Linked DNA regions of Sus scrofa: region 1 is linked to region 2. A link is a contact called in public Hi-C data. All regions are on one chromosome and are shown on one strand. The core of a region is the stretch at or near the end of the contact, and the rest is flanking DNA. Distances in the headings are between cores, read along the strand shown. Region 1 holds the start of NPHP1 (nephrocystin-1). Region 2 holds the start of ZNF514 (zinc finger protein 514).

The links. A called contact is a pair of places that touch in the nucleus more often than the background predicts.
Region 1: a contact with region 2 is called in a Hi-C map of liver, with 4 times the contacts expected there. The contact joins the promoter of NPHP1 here to the promoter of ZNF514 in region 2. A contact is called at or near these places in 1 of 5 promoter capture datasets (liver) and 2 of 47 Hi-C or Micro-C datasets (heart right ventricle and liver).

What each region holds. Positions count from the first base shown.
Region 1 is chr3:46,376,815-46,381,509 of Sscrofa11.1, forward strand. NPHP1 (nephrocystin-1) reads right to left here and starts at 1,465. Exons shown (of 20, transcript XM_013995823.2): 1 at 346-1,465. The coding sequence starts at 414. LOC100521082 reads right to left here. Exons shown (of 2, transcript XM_003124818.4): 1 at 4,437-4,695; 2 at 3,761-3,864. The coding sequence ends at 4,576.
Region 2 is chr3:46,108,326-46,113,186 of Sscrofa11.1, forward strand. It overlaps ZNF514 (zinc finger protein 514), which reads left to right and starts at 1,593. Exons shown (of 4, transcript XM_021087083.1): 1 at 1,593-3,365.

The DNA.
Region 1 (4,695 bases), core at 215-2,714, 270 kb after region 2:
AGCCTGGGAACATCCATATGCTGCTGGTGCGGCCCTAAGGAAAAAAAAAAAAAGTTTAGATTTGGACGTGAGGTAGGTAAGTGAATTCTTAGGTTGGGGATGGAAATGCTGGAGGCTGGGGTGGGGGTGGGTGAGGAGGGTCCTGATTTTCTAGCCCCCCCGAATTGGGTTGGGAGCGTGAGGAGTTAGAACCAGGGGTTAGTACTGGGGTGTTGGGGGTGGGGGAGCGTTGCAACTTGAAAAGGTAGGTGGGTTGGGATAGGCTCCCAGGATTAGGGTGCGCCCCACCCAGATCTCGCCCGCTGCCAGAGCCCAGGTCCCCCCTTGGGACTGCCAGACGTTTACCTGCTTCTTCAGTTCCTGACTGCGGCGCTGCAGAGACTGGAGGGGATCGCGCTGCCGCCTTGCCAGCATCTCCCTAGAGTCGGCGCGGAGCTCAGGCCGGTCGCCAGGGAAACCAAGGAGGTGGCGCCGGAAGGTGACGTCACTACCGCGTGAGGGTCTCGCCTCCTTACAGCCCCGCTGGCTAGGCGGGAAGAGCGTATCTTGGTGAAGGTAACCCGCCAGCCCGCAGGGACTGAGCTCTGTACTCGGGCTCACAGCCCAGATAGTCACCTATTCCTCACCAATCCCGAAGGACTGGGGTGGAGTTGGGGGGAATGCCCTTCGGCGTCCGAAACTACAAGTCCCACAATACTCTAATGTCACGCCATTCCTGTTGGAGTTCTCGGTGGTAAGGTATTTGTTTTCTGATACCAGTTTTGCGGAACTAATCTTAAGATACAATTTAAGAATTTTAATGCCTTAAATTAACTGCACGGATAGCATGGCATACATGGTTCTGGCGTATACTCTCACTTCAAATCGGCAGTTTTTAATTCTTTGCCGTTTGGGATATTTCTTGTTATCACTTCATTGTAGTTTTGCTTGTTCACCCTTAGTTCTGTGAGTAGTAATTCTTTATGTTTTACAGCAATCCCGTGAGCACGTAATTATGAGCTCAATTTTACATCTCTCAGAGAGGTTTGTAATATTTTCCTGAGCGGGACTCAGTCCCATAAACCCAATTTCCAATTTTTTTCCACTACACCGGATAAAAATAACTATCTGAACTAACTTTTCAAGAGGAACCACACCGATATTAAGTATTTTTCAGTACAACACACAATTCCACAGGCCCAACTGCCACGCTATTTGCGTACTTTTTTCACAGTATAGAGAAAAGTGACAGGAACTCACCTTGCTTAACTTTCATGCTGAACACCCCCCCATCTCCGTGTAACATCACAGATTAGGATACAGAACATGACCATCACCCTAGTAGTCCTCCCCACCTTCTAATCCCTGCCCACCTCCACACCCTACATCAAAAGTAAACATTAGGAGTTCCCTGGCAGCCTAGTGGCTAAGGACCTGGTGTTACCACTGCTGTAGTTCGGTTCAATCCCTGGCCCAGCAACTTTTGTATGCATCACGGCACAGCCAAAAAACAAAACAAAACAAAAAAACAAAAAAAAAACCACAAACAAAAAAAGTAAACATTGTCCTAACTTCCACCTGTAAAAATTTGTCTTGCCTCCTTTTGAGCTATGTAATGGAATCATGCAGCGTGTACTGGCATCTTGTTAGGCTTCTTTCACTCAGTATGTTTGTACATCTGTATCATTATGTGCATTATGGTTGTTCATTCTCAGTGCTCTCTGGTATTTCATTTTATGACATCCGCTAATATACTCACCCATTCTACTCTTGCTTTTTGTAGCTCATGTCTTTATTTTGAATTTTTTCTACATTACGGCTCATGACACTTCACGTAAATAACCATAGTATTTCTATTAAAAAGCTGAAAAAGGAGGTAGTTAAGTGCTACAAAGTATTTCTAGATGGATTAATAAATCAGTACATCTAAGTGATCTTGTAAGAGATAAGCAAAAAGAAAAAAAGGCACTACAGACAATCCGTCATTTATGAAATATTTATTTTACATATATGTCTATAAGTAAATGAAAAAATTCTACCTGCTTTGTAGACATTTCCATATTTTAAATGGAACAGTTACAGGGTCATGAAGATGGTACAATTCTATGTTGGTTAAAATAAACAAACTCCCTACGTATGTGTATATGTATGAGGAAGGAGGCAAAAAACTGTTGTTCACCTTAGGTGGAAAGATGAGTTTGACTTTATACATTTTTGTACCCAATTCAGAGTGACAAGCATTTATTCCTTATGAGTCCTGGATCAACATCATCGACATCACCTGGGAAAATGTTAGAAATGCCTAATCTCAGGCTTCACCACAGACCTACAGGATCAGAATCTATATTTTAATAATAGTGTTTCATTTGCACATTCAAGCTTGAGGAAACCACTTAGGTATTCACTATGCTGTAAGGAATGAGATTACTCAGTTAACTGCCTTCTTTTTCATTAATTTACATTTCTTTTGACTTATAATACCTAGCATAGTCACCTTAACACTAGTCATTGCTCTCTGTTGTCATCCCTGATGCCATTATGGAAATCAGAGTAACCTACAAGAAAGTTTTAAAGCCAGATGGCCAAAACCAAAGAACACTACGGCCAGTGTCTCTCCTGAGAACAAGCTACTTCATAAAACTCGTTATGATTTTCTTTCATCACTGCGTTACAATGAATATCAACTTTGTATAGCTTCCTCACGGATGACACTGAAAGAGAATTTAAAAGCTTCTGAGGGAATCATAGTGTAGATCTAGTGGCTAATACAGAAAAAGTAATGTCTCCACGTAAAGCAGTATTTTCAGGGGAAAAAACCAAACATGTTTAAGTAGGGCAAGGGGTAGAGAGCTAGAAGGGAAACAGTGAGAGGCAACGTTAAGGAGAACTGTCCGCCACAGTGCCGGGCCACATGGGCCCAGTGTAAAGAGGCAGGCATGACAGAACACTGAGGTGAGACACGAGAGGGAGATGAGTGTGTCATGGTGCTGCACCTAACTGATGAGAAAGGAATCAATACTGGGAAGACCAGGTTCACTGGGAACATGAACAGGCCCAGAGGGTCACAACCTAGAGGCTTAACTGGGCACATACCAACAGTCTGGGGGCACCACGCATGTGCCCTAAGAAACCTACCTTGTCTCAAAGGCCTCACCTCTTTGAGCCTCAGTGAGGAATGGTGACTTGGATACTTCAGCCAACTGCAGCCCAGAAGGGATGGAGCTCTAGAACTAACGGTTCATTCCCTGAATACTGCATTCACAGAATGAAAGTGGAAAAAAGTGGCTTTCTGTGAAACAACTTTTCTGAATTTTCTTATGTTAACATGGTGCTGGAGTTCCCTGGTGGCTTAGCGGTTAAGGATTCAGCAGTTGTCACTGCTGTGGTTTGGGTTCAATCCCTGGCCTGGGAACTTCCACATGCCATGGGCTCGGCCAAAAAAAAAAGAAAGAAAAAAAACAAACTTATCCAAGATCACTTAGAGTTTACTGCCACTCTTGGAAGTGCAAAGGTCTTACATACACCGCCTTTACTTCATTTATTTTTACAGTCCCTTGTTTTCCTGACCAGTTCCAGTAAAACAGCTGGCCAAAAAGATTCAGCTGTCTCCAGGCCAACTCTGCTTTGCAACTGTACCAAGGAACTAGCACCCAATCCTTAAAAAACAAGTTATCTGATCAAAACCACTAATATATCAGTTTTGAGAATCCAGATCTCTCAATTCAGTAAGCTGCACAGCAGGCAAGATACTTTTCCTTTAATAATAATAATAATAATAATAAAAGTTTAAACATCTTTGAACTTTTTATTTTAAAAATAAAATAGATTCATAAAGTGCAAGGAGAAACTATTTCTGTCCAATGCTCTGTATCCATCTTCAACAAGCTGTTGAAAACAGAAAAGAGAAATAAAAATTAGTAATACATAATCGTTAACTTCAAATTATTCTACTGTTTAGTTAAATCATGAAGAATAAGATTTGGTGTTGCAGATAAGAAAACTAAGACTCTGGAAAATTTGCACAGCTCTGATGAAAAAGCCAGGACTAGATGCAAGGCTCCTTACTTCCAAGCCACTCCTCTTTCCACTTGACCAGCACAGTGGAGATGACACAGCATGAATAAAAAGATGTACTATGGTGCTACCAAAAATATAAATAAAAATAAACTGATAAGGAAGTGACAGGAACACTCTAGGGTGTTTTTTTCCTGTGTTTACCGTTTTGAAGTTTAATGTCAAGGTGCAACAACATTGCGCCTGCTAAGATTCTCCCGTAAAATACACGCAGTGAACTGAACTAGACACCCAAGTGCGAGCTATTAGGGAAACTTCCCTCCTCTGTCTGGTGTTTGTGGGGGCAAGTCACCTCCTATGGACTCTCCAAAGTCCCTTCTGCTCCAAGATATCCGTCCGTCCCCAAAGCCTCCCCTTAGAGTACCGCTATAAGTACTGCTCACCGATTCCGGGAAGAGCCTGGCACGGCGGGCGGAGAGCTTGAGGCGAGCCTGGCTTCGGCCGCCGGAGCCCCCAGCGCGGGAGAGAGGCGGCCTCGAGGTGGCCGCGTGGGGGCCGGCGGGGATCGACAATGCGGGGATCTCAGGCCAGGTCCAGCTTCTTCTGCGTCGCCGCCAGTTTGTCCTGCAGCCTCTTTTTCCTCCAGTCCAGGTAGCGCCTCCGCAGCCGGTTGGCCTGCCAGCCCAGGAGCACTCCAGAAGC
Region 2 (4,861 bases), core at 343-2,842:
TTGTCTCCTAGCAAAGGGATTTGGCTACTTAGTAGTAATATTCTTTATTTTTTACTACAAGTTCTGTTTTCCTGAGGGGCATGCATATCACCAGAAGCTGGGTGGATGGGGTGGAAGAGAAATATTCAGGTACAGTTTTACACTATACCTGAAAAGCATTACTTCTTCTGATGCCTAGGTTTGATTCCACCTCAGATTAGCAATTTACTGCTGTGCTTTTGTTTCTTTTTCTCAAAATGGACACCATTGGGTCATCTTTAGTCCACCCTAAATGACTGTATATGCCTGAACCCTAATTGTGAACAGTTTCCTGTTTTTACTGTGGGGATCCTTACCCAGGTAAGTCAAAGGGTGGAGATGGTGGTGCTCTAACATCCTAGATTAGTTAAGGAAAATCTGTCTGCCAGAGTACACAGAGGACCTGAAATAATCTCTGTACTTCAGTCCTGCCTTACAAAAGCACCAGCCATCTGTCACGTTTTTGTTTCTTCTAATTACTTCCTAAAATTCCTTGAGTTCCTTAAAGTAAGCCATCTCTTTCAGGCTAATCTGGATTAGAGATATGCTCTTGTTATTTGCTTTTCCTCTGGATAAACTGCAATTAATACTGTTCGTTAAAATCTGCTATCTCCCATTATCTTTTCTCTCCATTTTCTGTGATAATAGAATCTTAGCCAGACACAAGAATAAAGACTACATTTCCTGGTAGCTAGGTCTGGTTCTGTGTTCTGTGTGGGACTTCAGAGCCTCTTTAAGGAGACAGAACTCAAAAGCCTCTGGCCAAGACAGAAACTACCATACACTTATCGCCCCACCCATCTCATTGTAAAGCCCCTTCCCCCACCTTGAACAACCTGGCCTACTCCTTCCTGACTCCTACTAGTAAAGGTATGTGGCCCACTCCTCACCCCGCCCTTATAAGGGCAATATATGCCTCCACCCAACCAGCAAGTCTATTGAAAGACCCCATCTTTCTCCAGCCAGTCAGCAGGTCAACAGGTGCATGGTAAGACCTCTCCTCTCCTTTTTCTCTGGGCTATAAAAACAGACAGGATCACGAGCTCTGGGTTGGCTCTCCCTGTTTATCAGGAAGTCATCCTGCTGCACTAACAGCATCTCTTATCTCAATAAACTTGTCTTTCTCTTCACCTTGCTAGGCTAGAAAATTCTTTTTCTGACTTGTGTGCACGAACCAAGACATTCTGGTAAATAGGATGTAATTGGATCTGTTGTATAGCACCTTGTGACAACTTTCCTTAAAGGAGAGAATAAAAAGGCATGAACTACTGATACACATGACAACATGGTTGGATCTCAAAAACTTTATGCTGAGTGAAAGAAGCCACTCTCAGGTTATACTGTATAACCCTGTTTATATGACATTCTGGAAAAGGCAAACCTAGGGACAGAATACAGCAGTCATCACAAATGGTTTGGGTGGGAGAAGGGTTTGAGTACAAAGCAGCAGCAAAAGGGAATGTTGGGGGTAATGGGAAAAACCATCTGGCTGCTGGGGACTGGGGCTCCCACAGCAATTGGCACCAAATGGCAGAGTGCTCTGAGTTAGGGAGAAGATAAGCCTGTTAAGCTATTGATGAGCTCTGCTGGGTAACAAATGTGCATTGTTAACAAGGGCCTCTAGCTCAAGGTCTGTCCCAAAGGACTGAATTTAAGAGTGGGAAATTTCAGGCACTGTAGCAGGCCAGTGCCTACAGGAAAAGGTACCAGGGGCATGCAGTGCCTCTCGAGTTCATCTGAAGCCGTTCCATTTCTACCATGTTAGCCACCAATGAGCCACTCTTTTCTCATGCATCTGTACCTTCACCTTTTTGGTTCTAGAGCAAAGAAGAGAACAGAAACTCCTTTGCCAGTTATGGTTCCCAGGCAGCCCCCCTTCTCTGCCTCCCTTGCTTTGGAGAAAAAGGGCTTACTGCCTCACTTGCTGTACCATCCTGGCCATCTGTGCCACCAGAAGTGCTGATAGAAAAGTGAAACCCACTGAAAGAGCAAGGAAGAAGAACGGCCTTTTTGTTCTGATTTAATAGGTTATTTGTCCTTGAATCCCTAAAGAGGGCCTACAAACCAACCTCTCAGTCCTCACAAGTGCCCTCTCTGGTTGGGTACTGCGTCCAGAGAATCGTTTTAATATCCAGACTGTTTCTCCATTTCTTTTAGATCCTAAATATTACTCATTTCCAGAGCAAGAGGGAGTCCAAAGCCCTCCCATCTTTGAGTGCACCCTTCCCGTGAACTCAAAACCAGGGGCAGTGAGAAAGACGAAGAGGCAAAGGGCTAGCTGTAGAAGAGCAGCTAGTAGCTCGCAATGAGCCATCAGGATCTCCTAGGCACTTGTTAAGAAATACACACGTCCGGAGAGGCTCATAGAAATCCTTATTTAGCAAACTCGGGTAGGCGCCAGGCTTCTCTTTTTTAACAAGTGCCCAGTGGCTTCTTTTGTTGAAGAGCCCCAAACCGAGCTGTAGGCCCGGCTACAAGAGCCACTCGCAATACAGGAGCTGCTTCCGCTTCCCAGCCGGTGAAGGGGTTAGGGTGAAGCAGAGTTAAACTCCCAACCAGATCGCTGGTGCGCTAGTTCCCTCCCCTTATCGAAACCCAACACTCCACATTCCTAAACCTCTGTGGCTCTGGCCGGCTCCTCCCCTCCCGTGGACCCACCCCCGACGCACGTTCCAGCGATCTTCGGTTGGCGGCGGGTCTGCGCAGGCTCCTGAAGGGTCGGGGGAGAGGGGGCTCGGGCGGGGGCGTGGCTCCGATCTTTGTGGGTCTCGCGACTCCCGGCTCGCAGCCTGACTTGGGTGCCACGCCCCGAACCCGAAGCAGTTGGGAGTGTCCCTCGGTCTGCCCGCCTGCGAAGGGCTGTGGAGGCCTGGAGGTGGGTGCAGACTTGCAAGGGCCGAGCTGCAACTGTGAGGTTCTCCCCGGAATCCCTGCCGTCTCGGAGCTGCGGGGAAGCGCGGGGCACCGGTATCGCAGGTGTCGCTGTGGCCGTATTTCCTGGTGGTCTTCATGGGCACTGGGTTCCAGAGCCTGGTCCTGAGGAGGAGGAGGAGGAGGACGGCGGAGCGTAATTGGAAGCTGGGCTTGTGAGAGGTCTGGGAGGGAGAGAAGAGTATCGCCTCAGCGGCCGCACTGCACGCGGATATGTCGGGGTTTGATAGTTCTCTTCTGGGCCCTGCGAGTCGGCTAGAGGTCGCTGCGCCGGTGATGGAATGCCCAGTGTCACCCAGCTTGCTCCCTGCTCCCTGAACCTCGGGAGGACCGCCGGGACGCGCCGAAGGACAGAAATTTGGACCTAGTAAAAGGACATCACCCCTTAGCCCCAGCTATGGACTCCACAGCATCAGGTTTGGCTCTGGAGAGTTACGGGGTAGAACCCTCTTGGGGAGTTAGTACTGGGCCTAGGAGGAGATGGACCCTAAGAAATGGCCGCGGAATCCCACTGGAGGGGCAGAGACTGCGGCTGCTTTCCCTGTGATGGTGCTTAACCTCCCAGGCTCGGGAGCATAAAGTCCCAACATCCAGAGAACACGGTGGAGGGGATGGCCATGGGAGACTCGTCCCAAAGGGCAGAGGAGAGGGGGAAGAGCAGGAGAGGATCTCTTCCTGCTGTGGCAGGGAGAGGGTAAACAAACTTGTGAGGGACTGGCCCTTGGCCAGGGATCAGAGGACAGTGGGGCCATTTGGAGCCTTGCCAGTCACTTCCTTTATCACTTCATTAAGTAATAATATTTTTCTAGCTCACCTCCATAGGAGGTCAGCAGTGTACATGATCAGCACCTCATATAACCACATGCTCAGGGGCATAAAAATGGCCAGGAGAGAACTAGGCCAAATCTCTGGGCCTCTCACCCCCTTTTTTCCCCTCTATGCTTTGTGGTCTGTAAGCCAGCAGCACAGGCCTTTCCTGGAAGCTCTTTAGAAATGCAGACTCTCAGGCTCTACCCCTCATCTGCTGAACCAGCGTGTGTAGCCAGATCCTCAGGAGTCCATATGCACATTCAAGTTTGGGAAGCCCTGACCTGTGCTATATAATCTGCTGCTTGCCTACCTCCATGCTTTTGCTTTTGTTATTGGTGGCCTTAACCAGCATGGGGTTGGGGTTAGTTTTTTGTTTGAAGGCTTTAAGGACAGAGTTATACAAAGCCCTATAATAGAGGGACTCTCAAAATATGTTGCAGTACCCTAACAGTGCTTGGGTCCACAGAGCTGGAAGAATTGGCCTCTAAGCTGGCTCCCAAGGGTAAGGGAAGAGGTGTAACTTCTTCCCCAAAGCCCTCTATCCCTCTGTGGTCTTATTTTGTATTATTAACCTGTCTTATGCCCTCAGGTTACATTTTAAGTTCCTTGAAGTTCTTCTCCATGTTAATATTTTCAAAAGGGCTAGTAGAGGACCTGCATATTGGGGGCCCAGTAAATAACTCTCCATGGAGTGGCCAGATTGTGGTCACACTTCAGCTACCTACAGCCTGCTGTGACCTATGGACAGGTGGGGACTTCATGCAGCTATGTGCGAGAGCACTACTGCCTGTGTTGGGCAGGCTAAAGGCTGCTCCTCAGCTCCCTTTGGGCCAACCTTGTCCCCAGAACCATGACGGTGACACAGTGAGTTGGGGTGTCTGGGAGCTGTAAGTCCCACAAGGGTTAGCCTTCCTTATGGCTCCTTTTACCTTCCTAGTTCTCCCTTCTCAGGACTCCACTCTTTCTCCAGAGAGATACCCAGGAGAAAAGGGAACAGCCATTTTATTCCTGAAAGCCAGGTCCCAGGTGAGTTGGGGTTCTCTTAATTTTTCCTCAAATGCCTGAATTTTGGATACTTTTTGCCACAGACACAGTAACACTG